Linked DNA regions of Zea mays: region 2 is linked to region 1. A link is a contact called in public Hi-C data. All regions are on one chromosome and are shown on one strand. Each heading gives the region's core, a stretch centred on a gene start, on an enhancer-like site or on the middle of the called end of the contact. The rest is flanking DNA. Distances are from core to core; before and after follow the strand shown.

Region 1 (5,586 bases), core at 571-3,070:
AATGTTGAGCAGCCTAATGAATAATGATTCCATTTCAATTCATAGACTTCAAGCCACCAGGTTCGCTTGAATCAACTAAAAAAGCAATAGCCAACAATTTTAGTAGTTCAACTATTAATAGTTTTTTGTAGTGTCACCACTCGGATTGGAAAAAACAAAATCAACAATTGAACAATTGTAGCGATTCAGCTATTAATAACTTTTTGCAGTGATGTGGTCAACACTCGGATTGGAGAAAACAAAATCAGCAATTTTAGCAGTTCAGCTATTGATAGCTTTTTGTAGTGATGTAGTCAACACTCGGATTGGAGAAAAAAAATCACAAATCCATTTCTAGTCTACCGAAGCCATGTACAGTATTGGCATAGAACGAAACAATTCCTAAAGAAATTAGAGTTTAATCCTATTGACAATGGGGCGAGCAAGAACCAAATTGCGTCTCACCTGGAAGAGCGAGGTGAGCTCGGGGATCTTGAAGGTACACGCCGCGTACATGAGCTCGACCGCGGACCTGATGGCCGGCGGGCACGAATCGTGATGGCACACTGGGTCAGCACAAGACACCACGTCGACCGGTGCCGGCCGGAGCTTGCCGGTGTACAGGTACCCCAGAAACGCCTGGAAGGCCTCGCGCCCCACGCGGCCGGCGGGAACGAGATCCTCCATCTTGTACCGCGGCCTTCCACTGGCAGCCCCCTCCGCGGCTACTCCGGCGCCGGCGGCCGCATCACCGCGCGCTGCCCCTGCGCGGCCGCGAGCGGCGAAGAGGTCGTAGAAGAAGTCGCTGCGTGCGGCAAGGATGCAGCGGTGGATGGGTACGGGCGGCCCACCGTCGGGCACATCGACGTCGGCGTCGCTGCAGTCTAGGTCCGGGTCGAGGAGCAGCCGCTCGAGGTTTTTGCTGAGCCGGTTCAGGCTCACGGCCTCCACGCTGCCTCCGCTCCCTGCGGCAGCGACTCCACCACCCCACCCCTGGCCGGCAGGCAACGGGGGAGTCTGGGGCGGCCCTGGCGGCGGCAGCGCGACGGAACAGGGGCTCGAGCCGTTGGACAGGTACGACGACGACGACGCGAACGTGATGGACGACGACGGCTCCATGGCTTCCCACAACTGCCAAGCGCAAGACGCGAGCCCCTACTTGTGCCGGACCCGGACCACTACGACCATGAGATGGTGGTCGCCTCAAGCGGTTTCGGCAGCCAAACCGAGAACTTTCTGGCTTTGCACGGCCAAACACCCCCAATTCTGCGCTCTGCTTGGCTGGCTCCAGGCAAATCCGCGTCGGCAAAAGCCTCCTCGACGTGACCCTTCCTAGAGCGGCACGGAAGTCGGCGTAAATCACACGCGAGTCCTCCCAGCGTTGCCGATCCCGGACTGAAATCTCACCGGCGCTGCGTCAGGCCAGGAACAGAAAATATGGTGCTTCCCCTTCTTCTTCCTACCGGGCGGTGGCTAAATCTCAGACAAGTGAAAAAGGGATCCAAGAGGGCAGCATAGTAGCTACAGGGAATAACGTGAGGGATTGTTGGCCGGTGCTGGGAGGGGCGAGGACTGACTGAGGAGCGGTAGGGGTCCAACGGAATCGTGGAAGAAGAGTCCGGGGGAAACGCAGTTGCGTGGAAAGTAGGGAGATAGGGATGGGGGAAAGAGTGGATCGAAGAAGACGACGACTCGACGAGGAAGGAGAATAGACTAGAGAGGCGCCGGAAGGAGAATAGAATAAACAAGTAAAAAAATCCAAGAAATCTCGAGTATTTCGGCGCAATTTGAAGGAAAACCTGAGCCCTGTGCCCCTGTATACGTCGTCAAGTGACGCCTGACCAGGGTGACGTCGACGGCAATCGGCAAGGCTCGTCTGCCTGGCGTCGTCCTCATCCTCTCTAGTCTCTACGGTCCCCAACACCTTATCTGTCAATATTTCTTTTTTCAAAAATCAATATGTCCATGTTTTTCTGTTACTCCTAGTAGGTGTGTGAAAGTTTCTTGTGACTATTAAAAAAGAAAGACTGAAGTTATATGTCAACGTATCCCTAATAAATACCGTAATGAATCCGTAAATAAACTGTAACAAAACTCTACTCTAATAAATCATAAGAAGGGAAATTCCAACACTTCCTACGCCGTTCAAGCACGTGTGAAGCTAGAAATTTAATCAACAAGACAGTTTAAACATCGATTTCGTCCAATTGAATCATCGACCGCAGACTTTCTCCTCAATCAGCCTCTCTCGAAATTAGTTTGTTTTACATAACAAGCTTAAATTGTGAAATCTACTTTAAAGGCTATGTGTCAAAGGTCCAAAAAAACAAGTCACTTTGAGTTTGTTATTGGAAACGAAAAATATAAAATGGACAAATTGTGTAAGAAGGTGTATTTGATTTATTGGGTCAAGAGACAACGAGTACTTTTCGTACGGGACTCTCGATTTGCAAGCCAAATTAGTTATATGAGGTGAGGTGTGTTGTGCCCCCATGTTTGTTTGTTGCACCCACATGTCGCTCTAAGCTTTACCTCCAAAGCTACCTTATGCTTCCGCAACGAGATGTATCTTCGAGATAGTGAGGTATATATATGACATAGTAAATATAAATGTAATATGGATCTTTATTAAGACGAAAGGAAGATAAAAAACAAGGCTTTTGTAAGCACCAAGACATATCATCAGATGTTGGCAAAACATCATCTATAACTTTATTAAGAAACGACAGACGCACAGTGTCAGTCATGCATCTTAGAGCCCAACTCTCTTATGGACAAGCCCCATTCTAACGGGGCCTAGGGTCCTGCATGTCGAGGACCTTACGCGAGAGCCTTGGCTTCCTAGGACACCTTCATGTCGAGGTCTCAAGCACTATATAGAGTGTGCTGAAAGGGAAATAGGGTTAACCACTTTCTATAAATAGATTTTAGTAGTTGACGATCAACACAAACCACATGGACTAACTAGTTTGGCTAGATGTGATTTATCTCAGGTGCATAAGGTTCAACACAAACCAAAAAGAAATCCAGTTAGCGACACAATAAAAAATGAAGCAAAGGACTTGAGTGTGCTGATTTTTGGCGCACCATACATTGTTCGGTGCACCAGGCCAGGCGCCCTTCAAACAGGCCACACTCGGGAATTCAGAGGCGCGCTCCGCTATAATTCATCGGACTGTCCGGTCAGCCAGCGGAGCAATGGCTCTCTGTGCGCCAACGGTCGACTGCAAAACGCTATAGTGCGAAACAGTGCCGCGACAGAAGTTAGAACACAGAAGTCAGAGGTCACCGGACTGTCCGGTGTGGCACCGGACTGTTGAAAGGGAAATGTGCCCTTGGGCCATTTCTAAGTATTTTGGTGATTTAGTGTCCAACACAAGTGCCCAAGTGTTAAATGGTGGACAAAGTACAAACCAAGTATAAAGGTATGTTTCTCAGAATTAATACATTGTTTTAGAGACTAATGTATTGTGTCTAAGTGCTGGAAACAGGAAAAATCAAGTTGGAACTAAAGATGACTTTGTTCAGCCAAAGTCAGCTCTGACTGGGTGCACCGGACTGTCCGGTGGTTCACCGGACAGTGTCCGGTGCGCCAGGCTGGCTCAGGCGAACTTGCTGCTCTCGGGAAGTGATTAACGGCGTACGGCTATAATTCACCGGACTGTCTGGTGTGCACCGGACTGTCCGGTGAGCCAACGGTCGGTCGGGCCAACGGTCTGCCGCGCGATCCGCGCGAAACACGTGGCCGAGCCAACGGTCGGAAGGGGGCACCTGACTGTCCGGTGTGCACCGGACAGTGTCCGGTGCGCCAACGGCTCCAAAGCGCCAACGGTCGGCTTCGCCAAATAAGGAAGGAGATCCGCACCGGACAGTGTCCGGTGGTGCACCGGACTGTCCGGTGCGCCAGGTGACAGAAGGCAAGAATTGCCTTCCAGGAATGCACTCAACGGCTCCTAGCAGCCTTGGGACTATAAAAGGGACCCCTAGGCGCATGGAGGAGTACACCAAGCATTCTCTAAGCATTCCTAAGTGAAAGTCGCCTAGAGGGGGGGTGAATAGGGCGAAACTGAAATTCTCAAAAACAATCACAACTACAAGCCGGGTTAGCGTTAGAAATATAATCGAGTCCGAGAGAGGGCGTGAAAACAAATCGCAAGCAAATAATGAAGTGAGACACGAGGATTTGTTTTACCGAGGTTCGGTTCTCTCAAACCTACTCCCCGTTGAGGAGGCCACAAAGGCCGGGTCTTTTTCAACCCTTTCCCTCTCTCAAACGGTCCCTCCGACCGAGTGAGCTTTCTCTTCTCAAATCAACCGGGAGCAAAACCTCCCCGCAAGGACCACCACACAATTGGTGTCTCTTGCCTTGGTTACAAGTGAGTATTGAACACAAGAAAGAATGAAAGAGAGAAAGCAATCCAAGCGCAAGAGCTCAAATGAACACGGCAAATCACTCTCACTAGTCACTAGGGCTTTGTGTTGAATTGGAGAGGATTTGATCACTTTGGGTGTGTCTAGAATTGAATGCCTAGCTCTTGTAAGTGGTTGAGAAGTGGAAAACTTGGATTGCAATGAATGGTGGGGTGGTTGGGGTATTTATAGCCCCAACCACCAAAAGTGGCCGTTGGGAGGTTGTCTGCTCGATGGCGCACCGGACAGTCCGGTGCACACCGGACAGTCCGGTGCACACCGGACAGTCCGGTGCCCCCTACCACGTCATCACTGCCGTTGGATTCTGACCGTTGGAGCTTCTGCCTTGTGGGCCCGCCTGGGTGTCCGGTGCACACCGGACATGTACTGTTTGCTGTCCGGTGTGCCAGCATGGGCGATTCTGACTCCTGCGCGCGCTGCGCGCGCATTAAATGCCGTTGCAGGTAGCCGTTGGCGCGAAGTAGCCGTTGCTCCGAGGTTGCACCGGACAGTCCGGTGCACACCAGACAGTCCGGTGAATTATAGCGGAGCGGCGAAGGAGAAAACCCGAGGCTGGTGAGTTCCTGAGGCCGACCTTCCCTGGAGCACCGGACATGTCCGGTGTACACCAGACAGTCCGGTGAATTATAGCCGAGTCGCCTCTGGAAATTCCCGAAGGTGGCGAGTTTGAGTCTGAGTCCCCCTGGTGCACCGGACATGTCCGGTGGCACACCGGACAGTCCGGTGCGCCAGACCAGAGGTGCCTTCGGTTGCCCCTTTGCTCCTTTGTTGAATCCAAAACTTGGTCTTTTTATTGGCTGAGTGTGAACCTTTTACACCTGTATAATCTATACACTTGGGCAAACTAGTTAGTCCAATTATTTGTGTTGGGCAATTCAACCACCAAAATTATTTAGGAACTAGGTGTAAGCCTAATTCCCTTTCAATCTCCCCCTTTTTGGTGATTGATGCCAACACAAACCAAAGCAAGTATAGAAGTGCATAATTGAACTAGTTTGCGTAATGTAAGTGTAAAGGTTGCTTGGAATTGAGCCAATATTAATACTTACAAGATATGCATGGATTGTTTCTTTCTTAGATAATATTTTGGACCACGCTTGCACCACATGTTTTGTTTTTGCAAACTCTTTTGTAAATCCTTTTCAAAGTTCTTTTGCAAATGGTCAAAGGTAAATG
Region 2 (5,330 bases), core at 2,602-5,101, 170 kb after region 1:
TGAATCGTATTATTTTTACTTTATCTATATCAGCTTATTTTGTCCTATATGAAGAGTGATATGAAGTCCAATATGAAAACACGAACCTCCAGACTCTGCCTGGTTCAGATTAGTATTGAATCCGGGAACCCTATTAGGTCCTATCGTTTTCTTTGATTTGGTTCCATATTTCAGAGATCTCTCATAGGAATTTAGATTTATATAATAGTCATATACTCCACTTTGGCCTGCTGCAATGTGTCTGAATGTGCAATGCTATTACTGAGCAAAGGACTTATTTGACAACCCCATTTTCTCAAGGTATTTTATTTTTCCAAGAAAAAATAGTTAATTTTTCATTAGAAAAATGGAAAATCCTTGAAAAAATGGAATTGCCAAACTAACCCTAAATAGATGAAAAAGCTTAGATTTCTATCGCCTGAACTTAAAATAATCAAATAAGGAAATTAGTTTATTTTTCCTTGGAAAATGAAAAACCCTTGAATTTTTTTTTGCCAAACTAACCCTAAATGGATGAAAAAGCTTAGATTTCTGTCGCCTGAACTTAAAATAATCAAATAATGGTTACGTAACATTTGCTCTAATAGTTCTAACATTATCTAATGGAGTGATTAGCATATACTCCCTCCGTTTCTTTTTATTAGTCGCTGGATAGTGCAAAATTGCACTATCCAGCGACTAATAAAAAGAAACGGAGGGAGTAGTAGAATTTACCTTTTGAGCTTGAAATGCTAAAAAATAAATGATTAATGAATTCCTAATGTGTACTTCATTATATGGTAAATTTTCTAATAGTGTGTATGTAGACATGTATGGCATTTGATGTTCGATCTATGTCATGAACTTGCCACGATGTTAACGCTAAAGTATAGTGATTACTGGATGAAAAACCATATATTCCTCTTGTGTCTTTCAGAATATATAACAGCTAGTTGACCAATGTCTATATCATTTTGCCGTGAACACAATGTGGGTCGGGTTGATGATGAGTGAGTAGCGTCGTTGAGTCGTGGACTAACCGATGCGTGCATTATGTATGCGCAATCATGTCGGTCGACTTGTGCTGTACAGGTGTGAAGCGAGAAATTTGTGATTTTGCCACTCTCAATTTTGGTTGTCTGTTATTATGTCATCCCGTGTCTATGACTGGTGGGACCATCTGTATCTATGATTTGTAGGCCCGATAGCATACTGGCGAAGCCCACAAAAGATAATGGCAAAATTGCCAATGGCTTCGTGTGGAGCACAGGTCGAGTGGTCAACAACAAAGATGAAGGTCATGCGGTTTCGTGTCGATGGACTGGGAGCGGTGAAGGACGAGTGTTGGGACTTGACCGAGGGACCAGAGTCACTAGGTGACTAGCCGTGGTGGCTAACACATGTGACACTTGCGCGAGGATGTGGCAGAGCGGGTCATGTTGCCGACGCGATCGAGGACTCGCGGGACACGTGTCCAGGACGTGGGACTAGGGCTGGAAAAAAAGCTCGAGGCTCGCGAGCCGGCTCGGGCTCGATCAGGCTCGGCTCGGCTCGCGAGCCTAAACGAGCCCGAGCCGAGCCTAATTCCATGGCTCGCTACACTAACGAGCCGAGCCGAGCCAGCTCGGTGAGGCTCGCGAGCCGGCTCGAGGCTCGGTCCAAACTATTACAGCTATCACTTGTCAGTTGTCAGTTTGTTTATTAGTGTCCAGTCATCTAGATCCAGTGACCAGTGTGTGGTTTTGGTCATAACTCACAAGGAACTAGAGTGCAGGGACATAATTTTTTATTATATGGAACATATTGTGCTTCAAATTTGAGCTAATGACCGTAATTAATGTTGTTGAGTACTTGAGTGTACAGGCTCGCGAGTCGAGCCGAGCCGGCTCACGAGCCTATATCGAGCCGAGCCGAGCCTCATCATCGAGCTCGTGAAGTGACCGAGCCGAGCCTGGCTCGGCTCGCTATTCCACCGAGCCTCACCGAGCCGAGCCGAGCCTGGCTCGGCTCGGCTCGTTTCCAGCCCTACGTGGGACGCACACGTGGTGCGATACTCATGGTGGTTTGGTGGTTAAACCTCGAAAACCCACCCAACTCAGGTGGAGAGTTCCAATGGGAAACAGAGGCGACACACGACGTCATCACGAATGGTGCATTAAGGCGAAGCAACTTCATATGGAGCGTGTGGTCGTTAGATCAAAACTCTAGGAGTTGGTCTATTTCGCCCCCGCCTAAGGGGATAGACTCTATGTATATAGGAGTAGTTTAGAAAGTAGTAATAACCCTCTATAAATAGATGAGTAGAGCTGTTGTTATAGCCATCTCTTTAGCTCAGGGTTTTAGCACATGTAGATTTTCATTCCCTAGACTGCTCTAGTTTTGTTGTCAAAGATATGCAACACTTTGAACCTCTACGTCTGTGATTTTACAATCTTCACTGTGTAATCCGGGGAAGGGTGACCGGTTCTGCCAGTAGGTTTCATTGATTCAAAATCTCAGTTTTGTTTCCAGCTATAGGGGCTCAAACTCATCTCTTCCTCTATACGCGAGAAACTGTTGCGCTCCGGGGAGCCCTCCTTGAGCCTAGGACTGGGCGTTCGGGTTTACCCGAAAATTCGGGTCGGGCTTTTCGGGTTTTTTAAATTTCGGGTTTTCAACAGTTGAACCCGTACTCGTACCCGAAATTTCGGGTACCCGCAATTTCGGGTACCCACAAATTCGGGTTTGGGTTTGTGTAAAATTCGGGTACCCGTTATTGCCTTTGACAAAATCACAAACTCAAATCACAAACTCCAATCACACTTGGTTGTTGCCTGTTGGTCCACTCGGGCAATGCATGTGCGTGACGGGCGCCTGGACGTTGGCCTGGACGGCGCCTTGGTGAGGCCGCGGCGCCTGGACGCTAGCGTCGCGTTGAGCGCTGGTGGCTGGCGTGCGACCGGCTGGACAGGTTGCAGTTGTAGCCTAGGCGATGGCCAATGGGGGGCGTGCCGCAGCCGCCGCTGGTGCCGCGCCAGGAACAGCCGCCGCTGGAACAGCCGCCGCTGGTGCCGCGCCAGGGACTCAGGACAGCCGGACAAGGAAGACAGGACTCAGGAGTTAGGGTTGGCTGGATTGGGAGGTTTCGATTTCGTAGTAGGCTGCCAACTGGGCCGTGGGCTGTGGAGCTTGCGCTCGGCCTGGCGCCTGGCGGCCTTCTAGTAGAATGGATATCGGGTAGAATGGGTACTTCGGGTACCGCGGGTTAGTACCCGATTAGGCCCGAACTTAGTTCGGGTATCCAGTTTCATTACCCGCTGGAGCTATTTGGGTAACGGGCTTCGGGCTAAACGGGTATGGGTTCGGGTATTTCGGGTATAGGGCTTCGGGCTCGGGTTTTATGCCCAGGCCTACTTGAGCCTATAAAAGGAGGAGCCCAGTGCTTTATTCGGAGAGTGCTTTATTCGAAGAGGAGAAGACTTCATGGTTTTTCACCTCCACGATTGATATTGGCACTTGCCTCAATCACTACCAGGAACTTGAGGACTTCTTTCGACCAGCTTGTATCCTCTACCACAAGCACTTAGACACAAGTAATATAAGTCTTATCTCCTTCTAATAGAAGTAGGGTTGTCTAAACCCGAACCAGGATAAATGTTTGTGTTGTATCACCATCTAGGTCCATGGACACACAGCAATAATTCACTTTAAAAACAAATACTAGTACGACACGATAGAAAATCGAAGGGAGTATAACTTAACAATGCAAATTAGGATCACATTTCCTGTATGGATTTTTTTACCCATATCCAATTTGCATCCGTGCCGAACACGCACTGATCCTCGTCTCCATCCCCACCTCCGCGGCTTAGCCACTCGCCACACTTGCCGTTCTCCGCTACTATTCTACTCCACTCTACCTACCGCCCCACGCTCCAGTGCTCGCCCGCCCTCCAGACCGCACGCACGCACGGCACGAGCTCGCCGCGATGTCATGGTTCGCTCGCTCCATCGCTGCCACACTTTCATCTGCCCACTCTGACGACGATGAATCCGAGCCCGCCTCCGGCGACAACAGCCCGCCGCGCGCCTCCGACCCCACCAGCGCCGAGACCGGTGAGTCCGATGAGCAGCCGGACACCCCGAGCCGCGGCGTTAAGGGCGACATCTCGGAGCTGACCGAGTCCCTCACCCGCCGGTTCTGGGGCGTTGCCTCCTTCCTCGCGCCACCGCCAACTGAAGGAGAGACTGAAGAGGAGGAGGAGGAGACAGCCGCCGCCGCGGAGGTGCCTCAGTCCCCACGGATCGACGGGATCCGGAGTGACCTGGCGGAGATCGGGGGCAGGGTGAAGACCGGCATCTCGATGCTGTCGAACGCCGGCGCGGTGGCGGAGATCTCCAGGTTCGCGTCATCGTTCCTGCCATTCGGTCCCGGGGATCAGGGGGAGGAGGAAGAGGGCGAGGCGGTCGGTGTGACCGAGGAGGTAGTGGTGTTCGTCGGTAACATCTCAAAGCATCCGAAGACATGGCTCGATTTCCCCTTGTTTGTTGATGACCGACACGCAGATGGTAAGAGCCAGTGTCATCAGATTGGAACGCTTGAACTGTTTATTTTGTTGCTTTAATTCATAGATGGTGGAACCTATTGTTTTGGTGCGATTGTGTGCTCATTTTGTTGCAGTAGACTAGTACTGGGTAAGGGAAGAATTTGAGGGTTGACTTTACTTGCTTATTAAGCTTGTTTGTCTACAATACGGTATTCTCTTGCTACTGAAATTACGGTTTCTAGAGTGTAACTAAATGGATTAATTATATACATGCCACTCAACTTTTGCAAAATTAGATAGCAAGTTCATTTTGATGTCATTGAGTGGCATCCAAATGAACCAACTACCTAATATTGCAAAAGTTGAGTGGCATATTTCTGATGAACACCCCTAAATGGATCTATTCATCTTAATTTAGCATCTGGACTCAAGTCATTATTAGCCATCATTGTTCATGTTGAAATTGAGTAGATTTTGCATATATTTACAAAGATTTCTGGGGAAGTGTTGTTTGCAACTGGTTGTAACCATACTTTTGCTCAAACTTGCAAGTGGGTCAGAGTTGTTTTTGGAGTTGACAACTATAGGTTCAACATCTGTGAGTCGAATGAGTTGGCACAATTTTGCATGTCATTCCTTCATGTATCATGTATGATGCATGTCCAATATTCTTTAGCATACCACGCTGATTTTCTCAGTTTCTTACCTACATTTGATATGCTTCTATGTTTTTTAGATTTTGAACTATCAGATGAACAGTATGGACATGCAGTTGCTATAGAGCGGCTTGTACCAAGCCTATCATACCTCAGGACTGAGCTTTGC

The links. A called contact is a pair of places that touch in the nucleus more often than the background predicts.
Region 2: a Hi-C map of leaf shows a contact between it and region 1, with 4 times the contacts expected there. The contact joins the promoter of LOC100282894 here to the promoter of LOC100281196 in region 1. A contact is called at or near these places in 2 of 25 Hi-C or Micro-C datasets (both in leaf).

Annotation. Positions count from the first base shown.
Region 1 is chr8:179,367,165-179,372,750 of Zm-B73-REFERENCE-NAM-5.0, forward strand. LOC100281196 (regulatory protein NPR1) reads right to left here and starts at 1,821. Exons shown (of 4, transcript NM_001367877.1): 1 at 445-1,821. The coding sequence starts at 1,098.
Region 2 is chr8:179,539,807-179,545,136 of Zm-B73-REFERENCE-NAM-5.0, forward strand. LOC100282894 reads left to right here and starts at 3,852. Exons shown (of 3, transcript NM_001371886.1): 1 at 3,852-4,527; 2 at 5,242-5,330. The coding sequence starts at 3,948.